Regions from separate parts of the Mus musculus genome. Here all the other regions are linked to region 2. A link is a contact called in public HiCAR-type data. All regions are on one chromosome and are shown on one strand. Each heading gives the region's core, a stretch centred on a gene start, on an enhancer-like site or on the middle of the called end of the contact. The rest is flanking DNA. Distances are from core to core; before and after follow the strand shown. Region 1 holds the start of Sim1 (single-minded family bHLH transcription factor 1). Region 2 holds the start of Dcbld1 (discoidin, CUB and LCCL domain containing 1). Region 3 holds the start of Cep85l (centrosomal protein 85-like). Region 4 holds the start of Asf1a (anti-silencing function 1A histone chaperone). Region 5 holds the start of Ascc3 (activating signal cointegrator 1 complex subunit 3).

Region 1 (4,354 bases), core at 507-3,006, 1.3 Mb before region 2:
AGGTTCACTCAGTTATTGTGTCCTCTCTAGAAGGAATATTCGTGCTGGTCTTTTTGTTTCTCGAAATAAAGTCCGCAGAGTTGCCCAACAGTTTAGATAATAACTCTGTAAGACGTCTAATATGTCAGTTGTTCCAACACTCTAGGCTTCTTCTATCACATCCTTCTTCTGACTGACTACCCACTAGCTGGTTCCCATAGGAAACTGCCCAGCAGACCTAGTCATCTTGCATCAGTCACAAACCCGAATCATTTCGAAAACGTTGCCCTTTTTGGAATAAAGGCGGGCATTTATTTCATCTAGCGATGAATTTTGTCACAGTGGTGTCAGGATAAAAAATAAGTCCAGCGTCGTTCTCCCTCACCCAGTCCTGCAGGCGTGAGGCGCGCAGCCGTGGGGAAATCCTGGCCACTGTCTGGGATGCTATTCGCACGCGTTCCTGGAGCCTCGGCTAGCCAGCCCCCGCAAGGCCGCACGCTGTGCGCAGACACCCGAGTCTAGGGAGCGCGAGTGTCACTCGGCACGCCGAAGACCTCGGGGTTTGGAGCGGCGGCGGCAGCGGGGCAGCGGCGACCCCGCGCCCGGGGCTCATTAGGAGCGGAGCTGCCAGGCTCACTGTAGGACCCGAGCCGCGAGCCCAGTCGCGTGGGGGGGGGGGGGGAGGAGGAGCAGGGAGCATGCTCGTCACTCACCCCGATTGGCCAATGAGCGCCGCGTCTTGGTTGCCTATGACCAATAGGAAGAGAGAAAATTTGTGAGTGGCGTTTGAGAAGGGCGGGAGAAAGGGAACCTGGGAGCGAAGTTGAAGCTAAACCCGGTAAGCTATAAAGAAGTTACAGGGGGGCGCTTTGGGCTCCCAATTAGGAACAGTACCGGCTCCCAACACTACGGAGGACTCGGACTCGGAAAACACCTCTCCTGTCCCCAGCCTGTGTTCTCCTCCCGCTGCTACCTACCCCTCCCCCATTCATGCCCATGGGAAGGTGGCCCAGGCACACTCTGCGGGCTGCGGGTGACAGCCGGGAGGCTGCCGCTGAGGCTCCGCAAGCGCGCAGGCTTGAAAGCAGTTAGGGGGCGGGAGCCTTAGCAGCCTCCGCGGCTCTCGAGGACGTAAGGTAGGTGAGGAGCCAAGAGCTCCAGGTGATGCCTACGAGGGGCTGTCGCGCGTGCCACCTGTTAACTCTGCGCTGCGGTGCCCTGTGTGCAACTGCGGGAGTCCCCGGGGGTTTGATGCATAAGCAGCACTTCTCCAGGAACCCCTCAGACGTGAACCCCGCCGGGGAGAGGCAGCCGGAGTCCGGGGCAGTGGAGGAATTCTGCACGGCTGGATAGCCTGGCTTGGCGCGCACGGCCGGCCGAGCTCTCCGCAGACGCGCATTTAGCCGTCGGTGCTACATCCCGGCCGCGGCGAGCGGAAGCCCAGCCTGTCCCGGGACCGACCTGCCCAAGTTTTAAATACCCAGGGCTGTGACGAGCAGAGTATGAGCGCAGAGGCCCTTTGGGGCCCGGTTGGCTGAATTATAGTGGGTTTGAGTTTAGCCACAGATGTCTTATTCCTTGGTGTTCTTGTCTTCGTAGTGATCTGAAAGAAGTTACCCGCGATTCCTGTTTCCTACAAACCAGCTCAGAACCAGAGGAGTTGGAAAACAAACGTCGGGTATTATTATGTCGATTTCCCAAGGACCCGGGTTCTTACCGCGGATCAGATGAAAAGGTTGGCTCCTCGGGAGTCCTTCCAGCATTTTATACTTAGAGTCCCAAAGGATTGCCCGGATTTGCCGTGAACCAGCAGCTTTCTTTTATACTTACACCTCACGTTTTCAAGAAAGTATTTTGTTTGCCGCATTGCCCTGTCCATCATTCGTGTCTTCCCGGAGCAAACTTCAGCCTCCTGTTTAAAGTTATGTTTTTACCGAGTGTGATCTCTAATTGAAAGTTAACTTTTGGTTTTGGATGAGTCTGTGGAGTTTACGTTGTAAGAAGAAAGGGAGCCCGAGACACGATGAAAGAAAAGTCTAAAAATGCTGCCCGAACGAGGAGGGAGAAAGAAAACAGTGAATTTTATGAACTGGCTAAATTACTGCCTTTACCCTCAGCCATCACCTCCCAACTGGACAAAGCATCCATCATCAGACTCACGACCAGCTATCTCAAAATGAGAGTGGTCTTTCCAGAAGGTAAGCGTCTGTGCCTAGATTGAATTTCGAAGGAGTAAACCTACCCCAGCAGCACAGAAATGTACTTGTGTTTACCGGCGTGGGTTACATTCTCTGAAAAGGGAAATTTAACCAAGCTATTTGATCAGTCAGCGCCAAAGGGCTTTCCCTGCCTTTCTTAGTCTTTCTCTTCTTCCCCGTATTTCTCTCTCCAACACATTCGATATATTTGGTTGGGAAATAACCCAATAGTGCTTTTATCAACATTTGGCTCAGTTGAAAGCACGGCTAATCCAAACATGACTTTCCTTTTTGTTCCTCTAGTCAGACATGTATCCAATAGAAATCAGGAGTACTGCCCAATTGCTTATTTTTGCTAGGTATAGATTAGATGTATAAACATAGTGCTAGGTAAGCTAGATAATAATTTATCAAAAGGGCCACAATTCCGCGAGGGCAGGCGTGTGTGTGCGAACAGTATGCCTGGACTCCGCCAGTCTCTTGGCTGTTTATAGTAAATTGGTTCTCATTTTTTAAGATGTCCAGAGATTCTTAAATCGGAGCTTTGTGAGTTGCATTTCTGGCCTTGGCGTTATCTGTAAAATCATAAATTTGTCTCAAAATAGTCAAGATTTGAGGAAAGTAGAGCAGACAGAAATGTATCCTCAGTGGTGGCTGACAAATCGAGACAAACTCTCATAGGGCCTAGAAGTTAGAATACCAGCAGCAGATAGGATTGTAAGTTGGAATTTCAGTTACTAATACTCATTGTGAGAGGAAGAGCGGACTTCCCAGAGCATAGTCTTGTGTGAACTCATATCTACTTAGTAGGAAACGTGAATACTCTCCAGGGAAGGAGCTCTTTGATCTCCCATTTGCTCACCCTTCCTCAACCAAATAACAAACAGAATAGAAAAATATTTTGTTAGGGGAGGAAGTTTTAAGAATGTAAAAGAATGATTACTAGACAAACAAAACTTCTAGAGAAAGAAGTTTGTTTATTTACAAATGAGACAAATGAGAACTTCTTTTTGACCTGTTGTTGGTTTTGGGTGTTTGAGGGATCTTATTTTTTGATGGGGGGGGCTAGTTTTTGCTGGGAATGAAGTTTTCCTTCACTTGGTGTTTGTTCAAAACTTGCAAAAGGGCTGCAAACTAGCCAGGGCTACCACACAAACCTTCTAAATAGTTTATTTCTATCATCAAACCCATCAGTAGTATTATATAGTTAGTTCCTTGAACATCTCTTTTCATTCTGAAATCCAGGGAGGAGAGAAATTACAGTTTAGAATAGCGAGAAAGTTTTTTTTTCTTTTGTCTTGGTTTGTTTTTTAGGAGAAAGGAGAAAGGCTGTAAAAACTAAAAATCACACTTCTGACCCAAACTGTACTGAGACTTGCTGATGGGAGAATCACCATTATACCACACTGCCTTCTGCTTAAAAAAGAGATCTCTCTGTCTTTTATACTGTCAGCGCCTACTTTATAAAAATAAAGCTATTTCGAACTCCGCTGTTGCGCTGTTCCTAACAGGATTATTAGCAGTGATTTGTCAGCTACTGCGGTCTCAGTGGGCTCCCTTTCTGCGTGATTTCTAGTGGGTCTCGTCAATTATTGGTGCCGATGTCGCTTGCTGTTTGATCAGAAGCAGCATATGGTGCTGCTAGTGGGGCAGCGAATAACCGCAGGAGAAGAATAGAGGGCTGATTTCCCCAGCAGTCACAAACAGAGCCCGGGAACCCACAAGGCCAGAGGCCCTAGTCTGCTCAGTGCAGACTCGGGGTGGGCTCTGAGAGGATCCGGCTCGATATTTTTGTTTGTTTTATTTTTGTATTTTAAGAGAAGAAGCTTTCCTCTGAAGGCGCTAATTCTTAAAAATTAAAAATCGCGTTATAAAGAAATAGAAGGACTCAAATATATTCTCGTTATGAGGTCCTCTGGACGGCAAGCTAGGCCATCCCTTTTGGCTACTTTAACAGTGCTTTCTACAGTCCTCTCTCACCGAACTCTGGCCCCTCCCACCTCTCCTCTCTCCCCTCTTCTGAGTGTGAGTTTATGAGGGGCGGGGATGGACCATGTGTGAACTCTGGGCACATCATTTATTTCGCTAGCTTCTGTGGAGTTCATAACTCACGCGCAGACTCCACTCGATGAGTTAGACAGGATCGTCAGAACAGCTGGCACCTGGAGATGAGGTTT
Region 2 (4,347 bases), core at 231-2,730:
TGGGGAAGAGTTAACATGAAGGCAAGCGAATGTGTCCCAGTCAGAGACTGGCTCTACACTCAGATCTAAGAAAGGCTCAGTTGGAAAGCTGTAAGTCTTTCCTCTGAGGTTGCCATAAAGGAAGGTGCAAAGTCCACTGCCAAATCACACTTGGAATCTCAAAAGTTAAAGTGTAAACCAGGCAGGATATGAAGGCCTGCCTGTATTCCCCTATCTCAGAGGTGGGGGAAGAAGGTTCAGGAGTTCCAAGGTCAGCCTCCGGCTACTTAGCAAACTACTCAATACCAGCCAGGAAGACAAGAGAAGCCCTCAGAACACAGACGATAAACCTCAATCTCAAAACAACAAAACATTTTTAAGGCAAAAAGTTATCCTACCTGTCAGCTTAGGCTTGGAGTTGGAGAAAATTCCAAAGGTCACTTGGCCTTGGAGGGTCTGATCTTCCTCAGCTGCCGAGACCACCCCACCCCGACGCACTCTAGATGTAATAATTCCCAGAGGCCACGAGGTGGTGTGTGAGTTAGAGCTAAGGTTGTGGCCACGCAGAGGAAAGTCACGGGGGGGACCTAAAGGTGACAGTCCTTAAAACGAGTATTAACCGTTTCTCTGTTCAATTTGACGACCAGGACTCCAATTGAACGACCCAGTAATGGGCTCTAAACTCCTCCGCGGTCCATCGAACCTAATCTCAAGACTTTCCCACCACCTCAGAGAGCGCCTCAAACATTGCTCAGTCTGAAGTTTTCCAGACTGCTCTGGGGACTCTGCAGTTTACATATCTCTTACTGGTCCTACTCTGCACGTCTTTTCCCACATCTGGCCAGGCACCCACCTGTCTACTGAGCTTCAGCTCCAACTGGCCCCTTCCCGCCCTTTAATCCTCTGAACAACCTGGGCACGAACTCAGCTCTCTGTCTTTTACTCTCGCTTTGCTCCCAGCTGCCTTTTCACCATCCAATTAGATCTCTCCAAATGTGCTCCAAATATACTGTCCATGTTACAGACTGCAGTTTGTAGTGAGCGATTATTTCTAAGCTCTGCAAATGCCGAGTGAATTTAAGCACCCAGCCGCGTAGAAAGTTGAGTTAAACAACGGAATGAATGAAGAGAGAGAGAGAGAGAGATGGAGAGAGAGAGAGAATGAATGAATGAATGAATGAATGGACTTGAACTGCCATCATCCCATCAGATTTCAGATGCCTTGCATAGCCTTGGCAGACCAGCTCTAGGGTAGAGCTGACAAACTGCCAGAGGGGCGGAGTCTCGGTGAACCCCCGGGCTCTGGCGAGCCTGCGTGCCAGGTGAATTTTTGATTTTCATTTTCTAGTGAATCCGGGCAGGTGGCGCGGGGGCGGGGTGGGGTGAGGGGGAAACTGGGCGCCCCCCTTGGGAGACCGGTGGTGCGGCTGATCACCCCGGGGAGGGGGCGGGGCGGGGCGGGGCAGGGCGGGGAGGACACGCCCTCTCGCGGGCGCGGGCCGCCCAGAGGGATCTGTGCCGTGTGCCCGCGCCGCGCCGGGCCGGGCCGCGAAGGAGGCTGCCCTAGGCGGGCAGCGGCAGTGTAGAGCCGGGCCGGGAGGCCGATCCTGCGGGTCTGGAGTCCGGCGGGACCATGGGGACCGGGGCTGGTGGGCCGAGTGTCCTGGCGCTGCTGTTCGCCGTGTGTGCTCCGCTCCGGTTGCAGGCGGAGGAGCTGGGTGAGTGGGGGACTCGGGGCTCCGGGAGGGCTGTGTTGTGGGCCTCGGGGGAGCCTGGCGAGAGGCGGGCGGTCTCCGCCAGGCGGGGGATGGATTGAAGTCAGAGGGTGCATTTCGGATCGCGCCCCGATACTCTTTCCTTCCCCCCCATAAACGAGCCCGGCAGCTTGGCGCCTGTTCCCCGGCTGCCTTCGCGGTGTCCCCGCCCGGCCGGCCACTTAGTTCCCAGATTTCCCGACCCTTCCCGGCGGGTGCGAGTGGCCTGGCCCCGGGTGCTCGCCCGGCGTTGCCCCGCCAGCTCCTAGTCTCTGCCTGCAAGAGGGGGTTCTTCTGCGAGGCTGCCCCGGAGCCGACTGCAAACAGGGCCCCCGTTGCCTCACGCGTGTCCGGTGGTGATCGGAGTTGGAACCTTGCGACTCTGGTCCCTCAAGGGTATTTGAGCGAGTCGACTGCGGCCCAGGCTGCTTTTCCTCGGTAGCTGATCTTTGGCTTCCAGCGCCACCGAATTTTCTCTCAGACCACCAGATTAAGGCAGGAAACTGGTTTCCCAGCCCTACATGGCCCTACTCCATTAATCTGCTTTAATTAGTTCTCCTTGGATAGGACGAGCCACCTTTCTGTGGGTTCTCCCCCCCACCCCCCACCCTTTTCGGGTTTTGTTCCTCTCCTCCTGCCTTTGCTCCTCTGTAACTGGGGTTAATTAATGGCAGTGAGTTTATGCAGAATACTTGAATACCGCCCCCGCCCCCGCTATGCTTTCTGGGGGAACAGAAATCGAAGCTAAACTCATCGCTGGATTTTTTTTTTTTCATTGAACAATGTATTCGTTCACCCAAACATTCAGCAAGTTGATAGCATTAAAAAAAAGTGAAGTTATTTTGTTTAGAGTTACGGTAACACAGTCTAACGTGTGTTAGAATTGCACTGTGTAAGGTTTTATGAATGCTTTATAAACATGCTGTTTTGTTTGAGTTTTGGCGGCGCTCGGGAACTTGTGCAAGGCAAGCCTTTCAACAACCAAACTATATTCCAGTCATTGGATGTCTTAATAACTGAAGACACTTTCTCAAGTCGATATTTGAAACTGTAACATTCTACATTTATTTGGTGTGGGTTTTAAAGAAAATTTAGTTTTAGTGATGTGTATTTGTGTGTGGGTTGAGATGTACACGTTGAGTGCAGATACCCACCGAGACCATAAGCAACTAGTCTCTTGGACCTGCAGCTACAGGCAGAAGTGAGCCTGAAAGAACAGTATGTGCTTTTAACCTCTGAGACATCCTTGCAACCCCATTTTACATATTTTTATTGAATTTCTTGTTATTATTAATATTTGCGGTTTGAGACACCACTCTTGAATTCATAGCAAACCTCTTCATGCTTCCCAAGTGCTGGGAGTGCCACTGTATCCAGCTCAGTTGGTTGTTTTGTTTCTGGCTTCTGCCTATTCTTAAAGGTTTTTTTTTTTTTTTTTACTTTGTTTTAGATTATGTTTTGGAATGTGGGTATGGGCATGTGAGTGCCCAGAAGCCCCCTGTGACTAGAATCAGTTGTGACCACCTGCTTTGGATGCTCAGAACTGAACTCCGGTCCTCTGCAGGAGCTATAGCGTCTCTTAACTGCCACAGCTCATTATTATTTTTTTTTCCTTTCTATATTCCTTCCTTGCTTTTTGTTTATTTGTTTGAGACAGGATCTTTTGCAGACTTCCTGCTTCAAACTCTCTGTTTAGCCTGGATGCCTGATGCTCTTTCCTCAGCCTCTGAAGATGGTATTGTAGTGGTGGAAAGGCGCTTGGCTTTGTAGTCTGTGAGTCCGCCTCACAGCAGGTCCACCACGTGAAAAGGCTAGCCTGGGCTAAGGGAGGACTTCAGAAGATGGTTGTTTAGATTCTTAGCCAGCTTCAGATTTTAGACCTTGTTGCCTTTGACTGATGGACGGTGCTGCCATTAGGTTTAGCGTGGAACATCCTATGTATTGGGGACTTTAAAATAAATGAGCACTCACTCACCACTAGCTGAGGCACTTTGGAAACAGAGGCAGGAGGATTGCCTCCAATTTAAGGCTAGTCTGGATTACATAAACAAGTATGGGAATTCACACACCCAAGGTAAAACTTAAGTTTGGGATATTTACCGAAAGAGTATTGTTAGGCTGATTTTCTTTAAACTCTCATTTTTTTATTGTCTGTGTACTGTGTGCATATGTGTGGAGATAAGAGGACAACTTGCAGGAATCCTTCCACCAAGTGGACTCTAGGGATCAAACTCAGGTCCACAAACCCCTCTGGCAGCAAACCCCTTTACATCTTATCTGCCCTGTTTTTTGTTTTTGAGGCAAGGTCTCACTCACTCTGTGCCCAGAATGGCCTAGGGTTCATTATGTAACAAGGCTATTCCCACACTTGCTATGTAACCAAGAATGATCTTTCAGCTCCTATCCTAATCCTCCTGCTCCATCTGCCAAGTGCTAGGATTGCAGCCTGCACTATCACATATGGCTTCTATAAGTTTTAAAGGCGTTTTCACAGCTGTGGTCTTCCGGAGTACATGGTAGGACGGGTTTTCAAGTGTTCGTAAATGTACAGACTTTAGGTCTAGGGATTTGCTTCAGGGTCTAAGTTATGGGGTTGGTGTCTTAGTTTGGGTTT
Region 3 (4,507 bases), core at 1,595-4,094, 1.1 Mb after region 2:
CATACTGTTCCCATTTGTTACATCCTTAAATGTTACTGCAGCAGCAACTTCCTTTCCACTGCAGAAAGCTGACCTCTCTTACCTTTGCTTTTCCCCTTAGTCAATCACCTATTTGCATAAACCAGTTTTAGAACACCCAGAATTAACTTTGTGCATACAAAGACAGGCTTCTTAATATCAGAAAATTATTTACTGTCTCAGAACCAAACAGATTGCTAATACACTCCATCAGGAGGCTGGGCTGGCAGATGTCACAAGTCTGTGATTCCCCCCAGCACTTTAAGAGTGTTTGGCAGGATCAGTAGCTCAAGGCCAGTCTTGGCTACATTGCAATTTTGTGTTAAAGGCCAGCCTATGCTAAGGTACTCAGAAGAGGGAGTGGGAAAGAAGACTGTTTGTTTGTTTGTTTGTTTGTTTGTTTGTTGTTATCATCATATAGATCCTAAAATTGCTTGAATTAGCCAAAGGGTCAGTATTTCCAAGACACATTTTCTTCATATTTGTAAGAAAAAGATGCTTTCCACATGAACCAGCCCTTACGTTATCCTGACTTTCACTCAGATCATTTGCTAGATACACCACACTTGTTTATCTAAATATCTTATAAAAATTCATTTTAAATAATTTCAGTATTTATATCAGCTCAAGGAGAAAATAATTACATCACCATTGCTATACAAATAATCCACACTCAGTGTATAGATGAAAATTTTCACTATTTCATTGGAAAGAAGTATTGTGATTTATGACTTACTACTGTCAGCTGAGAACACATAGTTTTATAAAGATTTATCTTGTCTGAATCCCTTAAATCTAAACATTATTTTCTTCCTCTATATTCTAGGAAGAGTCAATGTCTAGAAACTGCAGTGTAACATCGAAGCCTTTTAATTATTTAGCTGCTAACTCTGAAATGTTCTCTTAGAAAACAATGGAAAACTGGATACAATGCTTCTGGGATGTACTTCCAACAAGGGCCATTACCAAGAGTAAGATTTTAGAGGTTAGGTTACAAAGACATCACAGATGGGTTTTGACATATATGGATAGCTGGAAATCACTCTCTTTGGCCCCCAGGGATGAGTACCTTCTCCATCACTAAAGCCACTTCCAGGCCAGGCCCCACAACAACTGGGTAAGCATCAGAAACCTCTAAATGTCTGTCTACTCTTGAAGGCAACCAGTAAATATTTTAGAAAGTAATTCCCTGCATATATTGTTACTAAATTCACAGCTATTCTAATCTCTATTCTAAAACTATTATGGGAGGGTATAAAAGAATAAGGTGTAAGAGACATATATACATACATATATATATACATTATATACATTATATACACACACACATAGAGACAGACATACAGACATTACAGTTCTAAACCAATGGTTTTCAACCTCTGGGTCGCGCGACCCCTTGACGTCAAATGACCTCATGAGAGTCACATTTCAACTACGTCCATTACAATTCATAACAATAGCAAACATTACAGTTATGAAGTGGCAATGAAAATAATTTTATGGTTTGGGGACATCACAACATGAGGAACTTTTAAAGTTCGCAGCATTAGGGAGGTTGAGAACTACTGATAGTTTAGAATTTAAACTGTCACAGAATTTCATTGTTCAAAATTTCAGTAGCAATGTGCCTGCATGGTATCTTCAAAAAGGCAGAGAATACCACAAAAGGACTCCTACAAAATGCTTCTTTTCGAACAGTTTTGCAAAAGGTACACAACTGCCTCTAAGTTACACAAGTCAAGTTCTAACACTTTGTAGAACAGGGTTACCACCCATGGGTCCCCAAAATACCTAAATTTTTAGGAGAAATTCTGCGTACAAATAAGTAGCCCTTTTCTCTTGGGGGGTGGGGGGGAGAAGGAAAAAAATTTATGTATCTTTCAGCTTTTCAAAGGGGTTCATGATTCAGTTCAGATTAAAGAGCCCTTTAGACTGTCATCATTAGATAACTTGTCATGGTCAAGCCAACTCTTCTTGTTCTATTCCACGTTAGGGGAAGATTTATAATTCAGTGGCTCCTACACAACTTCTGGGTGATGCAGGCATGAAATGGTTGTCTGATTCTAACAGTCCCTACAACCACCACCGCAAAGCTGCAACCCCCCAGTTTCCCTGAGCCCCGTTTCGAAGGCGGCTGGGCTCTGATGGGACCCAGGAGAGCCCTGGCAGCCATGCGACCTGCTTTCTAAGAGCTGCCGCCCCCTCGGGGGTCTCAATCGGCGACCAAGTCCTCAGCAGCTTCTCTGGAGCAGTGGCTGCGGGCGACACTGCAGCGACCTTCCCGCCCGCGTCCCGCGTGGGGCAGCCACGCACACCACACGAGGGACAACAAAGCCCGGCCGAGCGGCCCAGAAGAGCCGAGTTGTCACCCCGCGGGGGTCGCAGGCCTTAGGGCGCGGACTCCGGAGAAGCCCTGGCGGCCGTCACCCCACCCGCCCGCAGTCCTCCTTACCCGCAGGGAAGCTGCGGGCCCCGCTGGGGCTGTCCCGGCCGCCAGCCTCCGGGGCCAGGAAACGGCCCCACATAGCGGGCGAGCGGGCGAGCCTGGAGCTCGGGGCCCGCGGTCGCCTCGGCTTCTGGGCGGAAACTTGAGCGGAGCCTGGGCCTCGGCAGCGCGGACCGGACCCGGGCGGGGGGCTTAACGGCTGTTCAGCGACGGCCCCGGAGCGCGGCGGCTGCCATGGCCCAGCCGGCTGCGCTGAGGCCCGGGCCGGGGAAGCTAGTAGCTCCCCGGTGACGGCGGCGCGATCGCAGGCTCCGGGGCTCAAAGCGAATCTGCAGCTGCGGCTTCTCTCAGCCCCCTCCGCCCGGCAGAACCTTAGGCAGCGGGCCGGGCCAGGACAGGCGGGGCCTGGATGGGGCTGGGGGCGGGGCCCAGAGGGCGGGGCCTCAAGGCGGGGCCTGGGACTCTTGGCGAACCAAAAACCTATTGCTAACAGCATGCGGGTGATCATCCTGAAGCCGCTCCCTACTTCTCCATCCTGTTACCTTCAAGCTGAGAGAGGGTCCATAATTTAATCCCAAACCCTGTCTTCCTATACGTGCTTTCTAGGGGCACAGTTGTTATAAAAGGTGCGAGTTGTCCCTGCAACCGCTTCAAGGGGCTGTGGGGCTAGCCATCTGACTCAGAATGGAGATCAGAATTAAAATTGTTGTCATGCGTTCCACAAGCACCGGTTATGGATCACGGTGGGAATAGAAAAGAGGACATCCCTGCCTCCCACATCTGCTCCACTTTATTTCCCACCCTTCCTAGGAACAGACATCCTGAGAAAAGACAAAGGAATACAGCATCCTCTTGCAATTACTCTTGTTGGCAATATAATCATTTGAATATTTAGATACAAACTAAACACTGTCAACCACTGTACAAGGAGGCAGTCTCAGCATGCCAATCAGAAGTAACCCAGACGATAAGTTCCTTAGGCTTTGAGTCCAGTGATGTTTTTCCTAATGTGGAAACTGCTAACAAAAGCTTAATATTGATGTATCCTCAAGTAAAATACTACTTAAAGCTTGTGAGGCTTACATTTAAAAATGTGTGCTATAACTCACCACATTTGCTGAAATGTACCAAACCGTGGTTATACATCTAGTCTCCTTCCTGTAGATCTGCAGATATTTCTCCAAATCTTCAGATGTTGGTCAACCGTCAAATGATTCTGATGCTAGAAGGTGACAGAAATATGAAAATATAACGAGATGGCTCTTTATCTGATCTAAAATGTATCTAATTATTTATTGACAGTTGAAAAGGATGGGGAAAAAAACATTAACAGTTCCACAAAGAAAAATATCGAAAGTAAAAATACTATATCTACAAATACATCTTTTCATAATTTGTAGTTTAACAAAAAGCCCAAATTCGCTGGAAACTTGATGTGTAACCCAGGCTGCCCTCAAACTCCTGGTTCTCCTGCTTTAGCCTCCTCTGTGCTTTCTAGAAAGAAAGAAAAAGGAGAAAGAAAGAAAGAAAGAAAGAAAGAAAGAAAGAAAGAAAGAAAGAAAGAAAGAAAGAGAGAGAGAGAGAGAGAGAGAGGAAGGAAGGAAGGAAGGAAGGAAGGAAGGAAGGAAGGAAGGAAGGAAGAAAGAAAGAAAGGGAGGGAGGGAGTAAGAAGGAAAGAAAGGTTCCGGTCGCTTAGAGATTCTTAAACATTTAAAACTCACAACCTCATAACCCCTTTTGTCCAAGAAACTTTTATACAACACTGGATGACTAGATAAATAAAATGGTGTTCAAGGCAAATGTTTGCTTATATTATAAATTTATTTTAATAAATTATTTATTACATATACAAATTTACCATTCATTAAAGATGAAAACACTCTGTATGCTAATGAGATAGATGCAATTCTTTACTTTCATATAAATGATTAAATGTTTGCACAGCATAGTAGTACATACCTGCAATCCCAGCACTTGATGGAAACCAATAAACCAGGAATCCAATTGAAACCTGGATTACAACATGAAGAGTTTAAGGCTAGC
Region 4 (4,488 bases), core at 1,383-3,882, 1.4 Mb after region 2:
ATGGCTGTGCATAGCATCCCCCATCCTCACAGCATCCTCCCCACTGCATCTCATGGCTCATAAGGCACGTGATAACTCAGGAATATGAGGATAAAACATGCTTAAATACTCAACAACTTTAATTTGCTATGAGAGAAAAAACATACTTTGTGTGTTTTCTAGAGCTAACAAAATATCATTGACAAGTTTAAATAGAAATTTATTCCCTCACCATACTGGACCCTAGACCTTACAGGGCTGCTAGCTTTGCCTTGTTTCCTCAGAGCCAGTCCCTTGGCTTGTGAATGGCCTTCTTGTCCTTTCCTTGAGATGATAAAGCTTCAATATATGAATTTGATGTGAACACAATTTAGCCTGTAACAACAGCCCTTGGCAGTTCATTCATGGTTTTCATTTTTAAAAATCTAACAAATCAAATTCAGGTAGTACCCAAAGTAGAAAGTAGTGATTTGAGGTCTCTGATCCTTCTGTGGAGCCTCTCCGTTTTGACCCATTAGTTATAGTATGGTTTTCTGCTGGGGAGTCACCTAGACATTGTTCTGACTGAGTCAGCGTGGTATACATCATCGTTCCTAAAGCTGTCAGTTTACTTAGAAACATGGTACAGTGCTTCTAAGGGGTTTTTGGGGAGGAAGGGGTAGGTTTCCAAAAATATTGTTCATGGTGAAAAAATTATTGGACCAAGTTTTTTCTTAAAATTTTTTGATGAGCAGTAATAACATAGAGGGGCAAGATGAGAGTGCTGGAGATAGCGCTTGGAAAATGGGAAGATCCCTCCTCCAAATACTGTTATATACGGCACTTAAAAAAAAAAAACAAGAGACAAAAAACAAACAAACAAGCAATCCCTGATACATACATGCTTGTGTGTGTGTGTGTGTGTGTATGTACATCCACTAGAAATGAGTCTTCTATAGTTTATAACACACTTCTGGTCTAACAGCAAGAAGCATGTAAAAAGCACATAAGAGCACATTGATAAGTCAGTTGGAATCTCCAGGGTGCCTGCCATAACTGCATATTACAACCTCACTGCTTCCTTTATCTTGGCTAACATCATGTAAAACTAGGGTTAATAAGAGCTACGTGTATTATTTACCAGCCATGGTCATCTTGCCTACTACCACAGTGTGACTTTTACTCTGATGCACAAAAACAATGGTGACTGAACTGATGGACACCGATTGCCCAGCGTACTGACAATAAAAGTGGCTCTCTCCCCACTTTAATCTCCTTAAACATGGAAGGCCCTGCTTCATGATAACTAAAGGTCTTCGGACAAGGACAGATCATCCACAGCAATCCAGTTGAGTCTCAACCTGTCCAAGGAAGATTAATTAAATTCTGCACACTAGCAGAAACTTCACTTGCAGATTAATACTAAGACATAATTTTCACTCCGGATTTTATTGAATAGTTTAGTAGTTTCATTTATAAGGAAAAAGAAAAGAACCCAATGGTTTATGAGTAACACCTCCACAGTAAAAAGAATCAGTTCACATTCACAAAGGTGTTAGGTTTCCGTTTCCTGTTTCCTAGTCTACCCACAGTGGCTAAGTACCATAAACAAGCAACTTTTCCTCCAGTCAGCCTTGAAATGGTCTCACAGGCGTCACAGGCATGGAAGGTCTCCTCAGAATTGGTGTGCTGCACTTTTTCACTTATGAATGTTTGTTATAAATGCCTTGAAGAGCAAATGGCATGTTATCTGTGCTTTCTCCTTTCTCATATTCCACCAAAAATACATTTGTTGTCCTTTGGCCTTCAGACACTTCCATTTTCTCGACTTTTGACTTCTTTCTCTGTGCCCCCCCAACAACAGAAGCCTCGCTGTAACTGATCACGTTTTCCCCCTTTTATTTCTTTTTTTTTGTTTTGTTTTACATCTTTTCAGTTATTAAATGGGAAGAAATCCAACATGCAGCTGAAGATCGCATATTTTTTTTCTAGCCTGCGTGTGTGTGTGTAAAATCACCCCGCCCTCATTTTGTATCTATTTCACCGCACTGTCGTGGCCAAGAACTTGAATTCCAAAATGGCTTGCTCCTTTCGAGCTGACATGGGCTATAAAAATGCAATTTATTCCCACTGCAACCAGCCCTTCTCCCTATTCTCTACCATTACGATTGCGAGAAGCACAGACAGCTAGTTGGGCCTGACAAGGGCTGCAAAGCACACCTTATCTGCTAAATCCAGCAGAGCCAGCAAAGCCGCCGGCACTGGTGGGGGAAGCGTTAAAGGCTGGAAGAAAACCCGAAAAACCCCAAGGCCCATGCTGCGCACACACACGGGGCCGCCTCGCGCCCTCCTGCTTCCACCGCCGGCCCCGCCCACCCCACGGGTCCCGCCCCCTCCGTCCCGCCGCGGCCACGCCCGACGTGTGGCGCGGCCCCGCCGGGCGGGGGCGGGGCCTGCGTCGCCCCTCCCCCGCCGCCGGCGGCCTCCGCGCGGGCCTCCCAGCCCCTATTCCACTCACTTTGTTCTGCGCCTTTGTCCTGGTCCGCACCAGCAGGTGGAGCCGCAGTGAAAGTTTCCCGTCCGTTCTGCGAGCGGGAGCCCATCTTGCTCGCCGCCGCGGCCCTCGCTGGAGGAGGAGGGTCAGAGCTCGGGGGCAGCCAATCGCGGGCAACGCTGCTAGTTATCAGGGCAGAATGGGCTGTAGTTTAGTGAAATAGGAAAGCTGCAAAACACCGTGGAGTGCCGCCGTGTAAATAAAAAGGAAAAAAAAGTTTCTCAAGTCGCAGCTGCACGACGTCGGGCCGCGCCGCGCCGGGGCGGGGGTCTGCGCTCTCGGAGCGGCCGCGCGCGGGACTCGGTGGTGCCGCCAGCCCCGGCCCCATTGTTTGTGTTTTCTTCAAAATATGGCAAAGGTTCAGGTGAACAATGTAGTGGTGCTGGATAACCCGTCGCCTTTCTACAACCCGTTCCAGTTCGAGATCACCTTCGAGTGCATCGAGGACCTGTCTGAAGGTGAGCGAGTGGCGCCGGGCTGTCAGTTGCGGCGGCGGACGTTAAAGTTTCCCGGCCCGGCCTCGCGCGGGGTGGGCCGCGGCCGGCGGCCGGCGGGAGGGCGGCCATGCGAGGGAAACTTGAAGTTGAGGGACGCCGGCCGCGCCGCAACTTGCGAGCAACTTGCCGGGCGGAGGGAGCCATGTTGTCAGCTTTGTCTGCGGCGGGCGGCGCTCGGCGGCCCCCGGCTCGCGCGGCGCTGGCGGGGGGTCGTGCGGCCTCGGCGGCCCCAGGGCCCCACGGCCCGGTGGGGAGCAAGCTGGGCCGGTGGGAAGCGGAGCCATCTTACCCGGCGGCACGACGCCTGCTCCGGACCGCCGGGGGCGAGCGGGCCCGCGCCTTCCCGCCCGAGCCCCGCCGAGGCTGTCCTCGCGCCGCTCTCCGGCTCCCTCCACCAACCAGCGCGGAAGGCGGGCGCTGGGCTCGGCCCCTCGGCGCCTGGCTCCCGGGGGGCGGCCGTGCTCTCCGCGGGCGCCCGGGATGCTGTGCGCCGCCTCTCCCCGGGGACAGAGACCTCTCGGAGAGAAATGGTGAGGGGCTGGGAAGTTCCATGGCACCCTAGAGCAGAAGCAGGGTGCTTAACCAATTCCAGGCACTTCTCTGGCGTTTAGAAAGTCTGAAAGACTTTCTCCAGAACGTGTGAAGAAGAAGCAATTAAAATAACTCCACGTCCAAGCAGATGGAGAAAATGCAAACGTTAGCTGGGAGATAGAAGGCAAAATCCTTTCTGAAGTACATTTTACGGTTTAAAAAATGCGAAATAGTGAGGTAATACAGAACTTAGAAAGCTAAAATATGGCTTCTTAACGCTTTTCTTAGATTTTATTAAAATCAATGCTTCATTTTCAACATTTGAAACAAAAAGTTTAACTTCATTGGTGTTAAATTTTAGTTAACTAGGAGGACATCTTGGGACTTGAAAGTATTTCGACAAAATGCCTTGTATTATCCTAATCATGACGAAAAGAATTTCTCTTTTAATTTAAAAGTTTATAATCTCTTCAATGTACTTCATGTAGAATGTTAACTTTAATTATAAAAACCATTGCAATAAACCTTTAAAAATTGTAAAAAGGAAGTCACAGCCCCTTCTCTTCACTCCTTTGGCTAACCATCACTTAAAACGTACCCTGCTGTTTTTAATACGTATGTAAATTATAACGTGCATACATTTAGTGAGTGGGACATATTTTGAAGATTGACTAAACATTAAAATATAGTAGTCTCTGAATAGACTGTGATGATTAATGTAAGTGTAAGGGTGTTTTCCATTTGAAATGTAACAGCATTTCCACATCAGACCTATTTCCAACCCCAACACTGATTTTAATTTTCTTTTTCAAACTGCCAATTTATATACAAATGATCAAATATAAAGTAAGATCATGGCTGAGTCCATCCTAACTCAGTGCAGTGTTCGAGGCATTAGAAGTTCTTTACACTACAGGTGTTTCTCATATGATGGCTTCCATTTTAGGT
Region 5 (4,384 bases), core at 877-3,376, 1.6 Mb before region 2:
TTTGCTTTTAGCTTTGTTAAAAAACTTTCTAGACATTCTTCTTTCTCCAAACTAGGAGCCATCTTTAGTAGATTGTCTTTTAGTAAACATTTGAAAAACATCCCTGAGAAAATAAAGGAGTTCAAAGGTATTTCTTAAGAAACTAGTGAAGTTATTTCCTTCCACTCTGGTACTATGTAGAAGTATAATTTAAGTCACCTGCACCATTTTAAAGTTTATAGATATACATTTTAAAAGTAAGGGCTGAAATAATTACATTTCATTTGGCTCAATGTACAAAGGCTTATCTAAAATAAATAAAAAGTTGATAGCTTACAATCACCTTCCCGTTAAGTTTTCAAAATATGGCATATATTTTGAAAACCTTAATTCCAATAAGTCAGATTTCTATTTTGTAGAGCCAAATCTGGCTAGTGGCTTGAGCATAGCACAGGAGAGTCAGGTAGTACATTTTCAATTTTCATCTTTTTGATCCTCTGGAACTCTGTTGGGTATAATCTAAACTATCTATGTAGACTCCTTTCATTTTTCTTTTTTACTTATTTATCTTGTCTCATTTACTGGTAGAGGAGAGAGTGAAAAATAAAACATAAATCTAACCCAACAGTGATGGCTTCATCTAGCTCGATTGAGTGCCAGGATGATATTACTTTCAGTTGTACTCTATACAAGTAATATCTGCATGCTGCAGAGACTCTGAGACCCAAAAGTTCAGCTGGAAATTAATTAGCATCTTATTTATAGTTGCGGTTTTTAACATACATGCTGTTCCAAAATTGCAATCTTGGTACTATAATTCTATGTTTGATCAAACCCCTCTTCCTTCCCTGCCTGCTTCATGGAAATGCTCTCTCTGTTTCTGAAAATTCCACAATTATGTATCTCAGATTAGCAAAATATTTCTATGCCACTCACATCACCTCTGCTTGGATTCTCAGGTGGCCTTCCCACTTGGGAATATCTGCCTCTGCTTTTTTACTATAATGAATTTGCTTTTGCTTAAGTCTCTTCTGTATCTCTCCTAGAATTCTTTCTCTAGTGAGACCAAGAGTCTTTGGGATCACCAGTTGTAGTTTGGTGATAAAATGAGTTAGACTGTAAACGCTTGAAAGGCTACATGCGACTGGACTAACTTTTAGCAAAACCAGCCAGTAATTCTCCTAAAATGCGTCTCCCTCCCCCCAAATCCCTATTATGTAAGCATTCAGCATCTACTTAGAAAATGTAGAGACTGGGAACTTAGAGAAATGTAGAGACTGTGATGGTCATATATTGCTTCTACAGTGCATTTAGTTCCTTGGATTGTATTAGAAGGGACTCTCAGAATGTGAAGGGTTTTTGTTTGTTTTCCTCATAAAGTTCAGGTCATACCAGACAAACCTTTATCACCAGATGGGTCTTTCATATTGCTGACAGTCCAGTAACTTTTCCTCTTAGTGAATCTTACCAAGTTTCATTAATACTTCATGATTCTTTTCATCTGCGTTATCTCATTTTAATTTCTGAAATGCTTCTATCGCTATTGAGGTCTTCTTACCTCAGTCTGGTATACAGAACTTCCAGTGGGTTTGGCAAGTTATGTTTATTATTCAACCAATGCTGCTTCTATAAAACAGGGTTCTGGTGAGTTTTAGGACAACTGTCTCGGGAAGAATGGGCTGAAAGGGTAGGATGACAATGCATACCACATCTGTATCCTCGCTCATCAGTTCAAACTTAACAACAATGCAGTTTTTTTAGGCTAGCTTTTCTAAATTTGCCAGTCGCACCAGGCTATCGTCAGATGTTTTGTTTCGAAGGTCAGAAACAACTTCAGAAGTACAAAGTGGAGAATAATGAAACTCAGGGAAATCGAAACTTGAGCCTAGAGCAGGTGGGCGGAACCATCTAGTAACCACGGGACTGTGACTCACTGGTTTCTGCCTTCAATAGGAATTAATTACTCGGTGCCATTATCAGAACCAAGCGGGGATTAGGGAGTCGGCCGGAGGGAACCAAGAGTCGGACCACTAAAACTGAGCTGAAACTTGCTAGCGTGTACGCCACCCGACGCCAACCCCCGCATGGGCGGGGCCGAGGGCGGCCGGGTGCTGACGTGGCGACGTTGGCGTCGCGGTCGGTGACGTATGGCCGGCGCCCGCCCCGCCCCTCCGTCGCTCGGCGCGGGTGTGTGGGTTTGTGGGTCAGTGCCAGCTGGGCAGCCCTCGCGCGCTAAGGCGTGACAGCGAGCGACCCCCGCCGGCCCGCGTGTGCTGCGGAGGAGGTCGGGGCGCAGCCCTCCGCTCCGCTCCGCCGGAGTGAGAAGAGGAAGCAAACCTCCAGGAGGCCGGAGGCGCGCGTGGCGGCGGGGCTGAGGTGAGCTAGGGAGAGGGAGGGCGCGGGTGGCGGAGCCCGAGTGTGCGGCGGGGCGGGGCTGGTCTCAGAGTCCGGAAGAGCGCGGGTGGACCGAGCTGTCATCCCTCGGCTGGGCGTCCCGGCTCACCTAAGTTTGTAGGTGGGGGTTGGGGTGAAAACTCCAGCGCGATTGCCCACGTGTAAGGACAGAATGGCCACAAGATGAAAAATTTTCTGTTCTAGGCTTAACCTGTTTTTCTCCTCCCTCTCCCCTTATTTATATTACACATTCCTAGCAACGTCGTTCTTCGCCTACATCTGTTGGGTTGGGTTTCCCCCACAACACAGAGGAGCGAGTGCTTTGGGTCCTGGAGTTCAGGGCAGTGGGTGAATTTAACAATCGGAGGACTCTAGAATGTATTTTTTTTTTTTTTTAAATAAAGAAGTGTCTATGCTAAGGGGGTAGATGAAGTGGTTCTTGGTAGGATGCTGTAATTTCCTTTACCTTTAAAAGAAAGAAGTTCAGTCTACTGAGTTTGATATGCATCACAAGTGCAGTCTAATTGCTACCTGTGGTGTGGTTTTTGTTGTTGTTGTTGTTGTTGTTGTTGTTGTTGTTCCTGGATAAAAATTAGAACAGTCAACTATATCTACCCCCTTTTCAGATTCATAAGCTGAAACGTTTGTTTTCTGAGTTTGATTGTTCTCAAATTCCGCTTCTGAGTCTAGGCTGGACGTGCTCTAGCTCATGTTTTGTATTTAGTTTTTCACGTCATGACGATTATAATACTGGTGTTGCGCCGGGCGTGATGGCGCACGCCTTTAATCCCAGCACTTGGGAGGCAGAGGCAGGCGGATTTCTGAGTTCGAGGCCAGCCTGGTCTAGGACAGCCAGGGCTACACTGCCTCAAAAAAAAAAAAAAAAAAAAACCTAAAAAAAAAAAAGGATTACTTTATTCTATGAAACCCACTGCATAAGTAAGCCATCCACAAAGATAATACTGTGTTGCATTAAAATATTCATAGAGATGTCAGTTAAGTGTAGCTTAGTGTTATTTACATGAGTGAATTAATTTTGCAAGACTTAGTTTTCTTGATCCTTGTTGAATAATTTTTTCTAAAAAACTTGGTTCATTCATTAATTCATTCATTTGTTCACTCTTCATTCATTCCCTAGCACTGTGGGAGGTGTAGGACATAGAAAGTCCCTGTTCTCACAGAACTTTGTATAGTTAACTAGCAAACACTCTTTTAGAAGGGATGTTTAAATTAATAATTGGAAACAAATTTCTGGCTGGAAGCGTTTTCATTTTTTTCTAGTATTTACATTGGTTGTATTGATACCTCATGTCTGGCATAGGATATAGAAAGTCTACATACAAAACATTTTTATAAAGAGCCTATATGGTAACAGAATAAACTTTTTACTCTAATACATCTTTCTTGAGGATAGTTTGTATAAGTACAGTTTTCAACTTTGAGAAAGTGAGTATGCGCAGTTAAAATTTTAGCTCATGAACATCTCCAGAAATAAATGAAGAATTACAGAGGAGACAATAAGGAATCTGAGAATTCCAAATCTGAAAACCCAAAATATGAAGTACTCCCAAAACTTCATTACAAAGAACTTGTAAATAAATGTCATGAGGAACAATGAGCCATATCTGAAGTCTCCACCTCAACGGAGGTATTATACAGTTAGAGAATTCTGAAACTGTAGAGCTTTACGTTGAATTTTACATTTTCACTAGCACATATATTTTAACTCACTTATTCCCCACAAAAAATGAAAAAAATAACAATTAAAATGGAAAAAAAGCTCTACAATGTCTATTACTTGATTTCATTTCTCCTTTATCACCTAATATTAAATCTTCTATATATGTTCACCGAACGCATGTTTACATTTGTACACACACACACACACACACACACACACACTCAGGGGAGATAGGGAGGAGGGAGGCACTAAGCTAGTAGCTTAGTATAAGAGAAGACATGTTTCTCTTTCTTTCTGAGATAATATGACATCACTATGGGTCATTCTAAG

The links. HiCAR-type assays count read pairs that join an accessible place to other places.
Region 1: a HiCAR-type map of astrocytes shows a contact between it and region 2, with 2.0 times the contacts expected there. The contact joins the promoter of Sim1 here to the promoter of Dcbld1 in region 2. A contact is called at or near these places in 3 of 39 promoter capture datasets (cranial neural crest, liver and pre-B cells) and 1 of 115 datasets of contacts at active chromatin or transcription factors (astrocytes).
Region 3: a contact with region 2 is called in a HiCAR-type map of astrocytes, with 3 times the contacts expected there. The contact joins the promoter of Cep85l here to the promoter of Dcbld1 in region 2. A contact is called at or near these places in 1 of 39 promoter capture datasets (pre-B cells) and 2 of 115 datasets of contacts at active chromatin or transcription factors (astrocytes and pro-B cells).
Region 4: a HiCAR-type map of astrocytes shows a contact between it and region 2, with 4 times the contacts expected there. The contact joins the promoter of Asf1a here to the promoter of Dcbld1 in region 2. A contact is called at or near these places in 2 of 39 promoter capture datasets (liver and pre-B cells), 1 of 484 Hi-C or Micro-C datasets (cardiomyocytes) and 2 of 115 datasets of contacts at active chromatin or transcription factors (astrocytes and large pre-B cells).
Region 5: a HiCAR-type map of astrocytes shows a contact between it and region 2, with 2.0 times the contacts expected there. The contact joins the promoter of Ascc3 here to the promoter of Dcbld1 in region 2. A contact is called at or near these places in 3 of 39 promoter capture datasets (cranial neural crest, liver and pre-B cells), 1 of 484 Hi-C or Micro-C datasets (LSK cells) and 1 of 115 datasets of contacts at active chromatin or transcription factors (astrocytes).

The regions. Positions count from the first base shown.
Region 1 is chr10:50,893,895-50,898,248 of GRCm38.p6, forward strand. Sim1 (single-minded family bHLH transcription factor 1) reads left to right here and starts at 1,757. Exons shown (of 11, transcript NM_011376.3): 1 at 1,757-2,177. The coding sequence starts at 2,003. A230054N11Rik (a long non-coding RNA gene) reads right to left here and starts at 640. Exons shown (of 2, transcript XR_871640.2): 1 at 1-640.
Region 2 is chr10:52,232,139-52,236,485 of GRCm38.p6, forward strand. It overlaps Dcbld1 (discoidin, CUB and LCCL domain containing 1), which reads left to right and starts at 1,481. Exons shown (of 11, transcript NM_025705.4): 1 at 1,481-1,697. The coding sequence starts at 1,613.
Region 3 is chr10:53,377,039-53,381,545 of GRCm38.p6, forward strand. Cep85l (centrosomal protein 85-like) reads right to left here and starts at 2,845. Exons shown (of 13, transcript NM_001204983.2): 1 at 2,471-2,845. The coding sequence starts at 2,543. It overlaps Gm46225 (a long non-coding RNA gene), which reads right to left. Exons shown (of 3, transcript XR_001779770.2): 2 at 4,424-4,507; 3 at 3,548-3,686.
Region 4 is chr10:53,594,329-53,598,816 of GRCm38.p6, forward strand. Asf1a (anti-silencing function 1A histone chaperone) reads left to right here and starts at 2,633. Exons shown (of 4, transcript NM_025541.3): 1 at 2,633-2,970. The coding sequence starts at 2,862. The region is part of intron 7 of Mcm9 (minichromosome maintenance 9 homologous recombination repair factor); the gene reads right to left.
Region 5 is chr10:50,590,543-50,594,926 of GRCm38.p6, forward strand. Ascc3 (activating signal cointegrator 1 complex subunit 3) reads left to right here and starts at 2,127. Exons shown (of 42, transcript NM_198007.2): 1 at 2,127-2,355.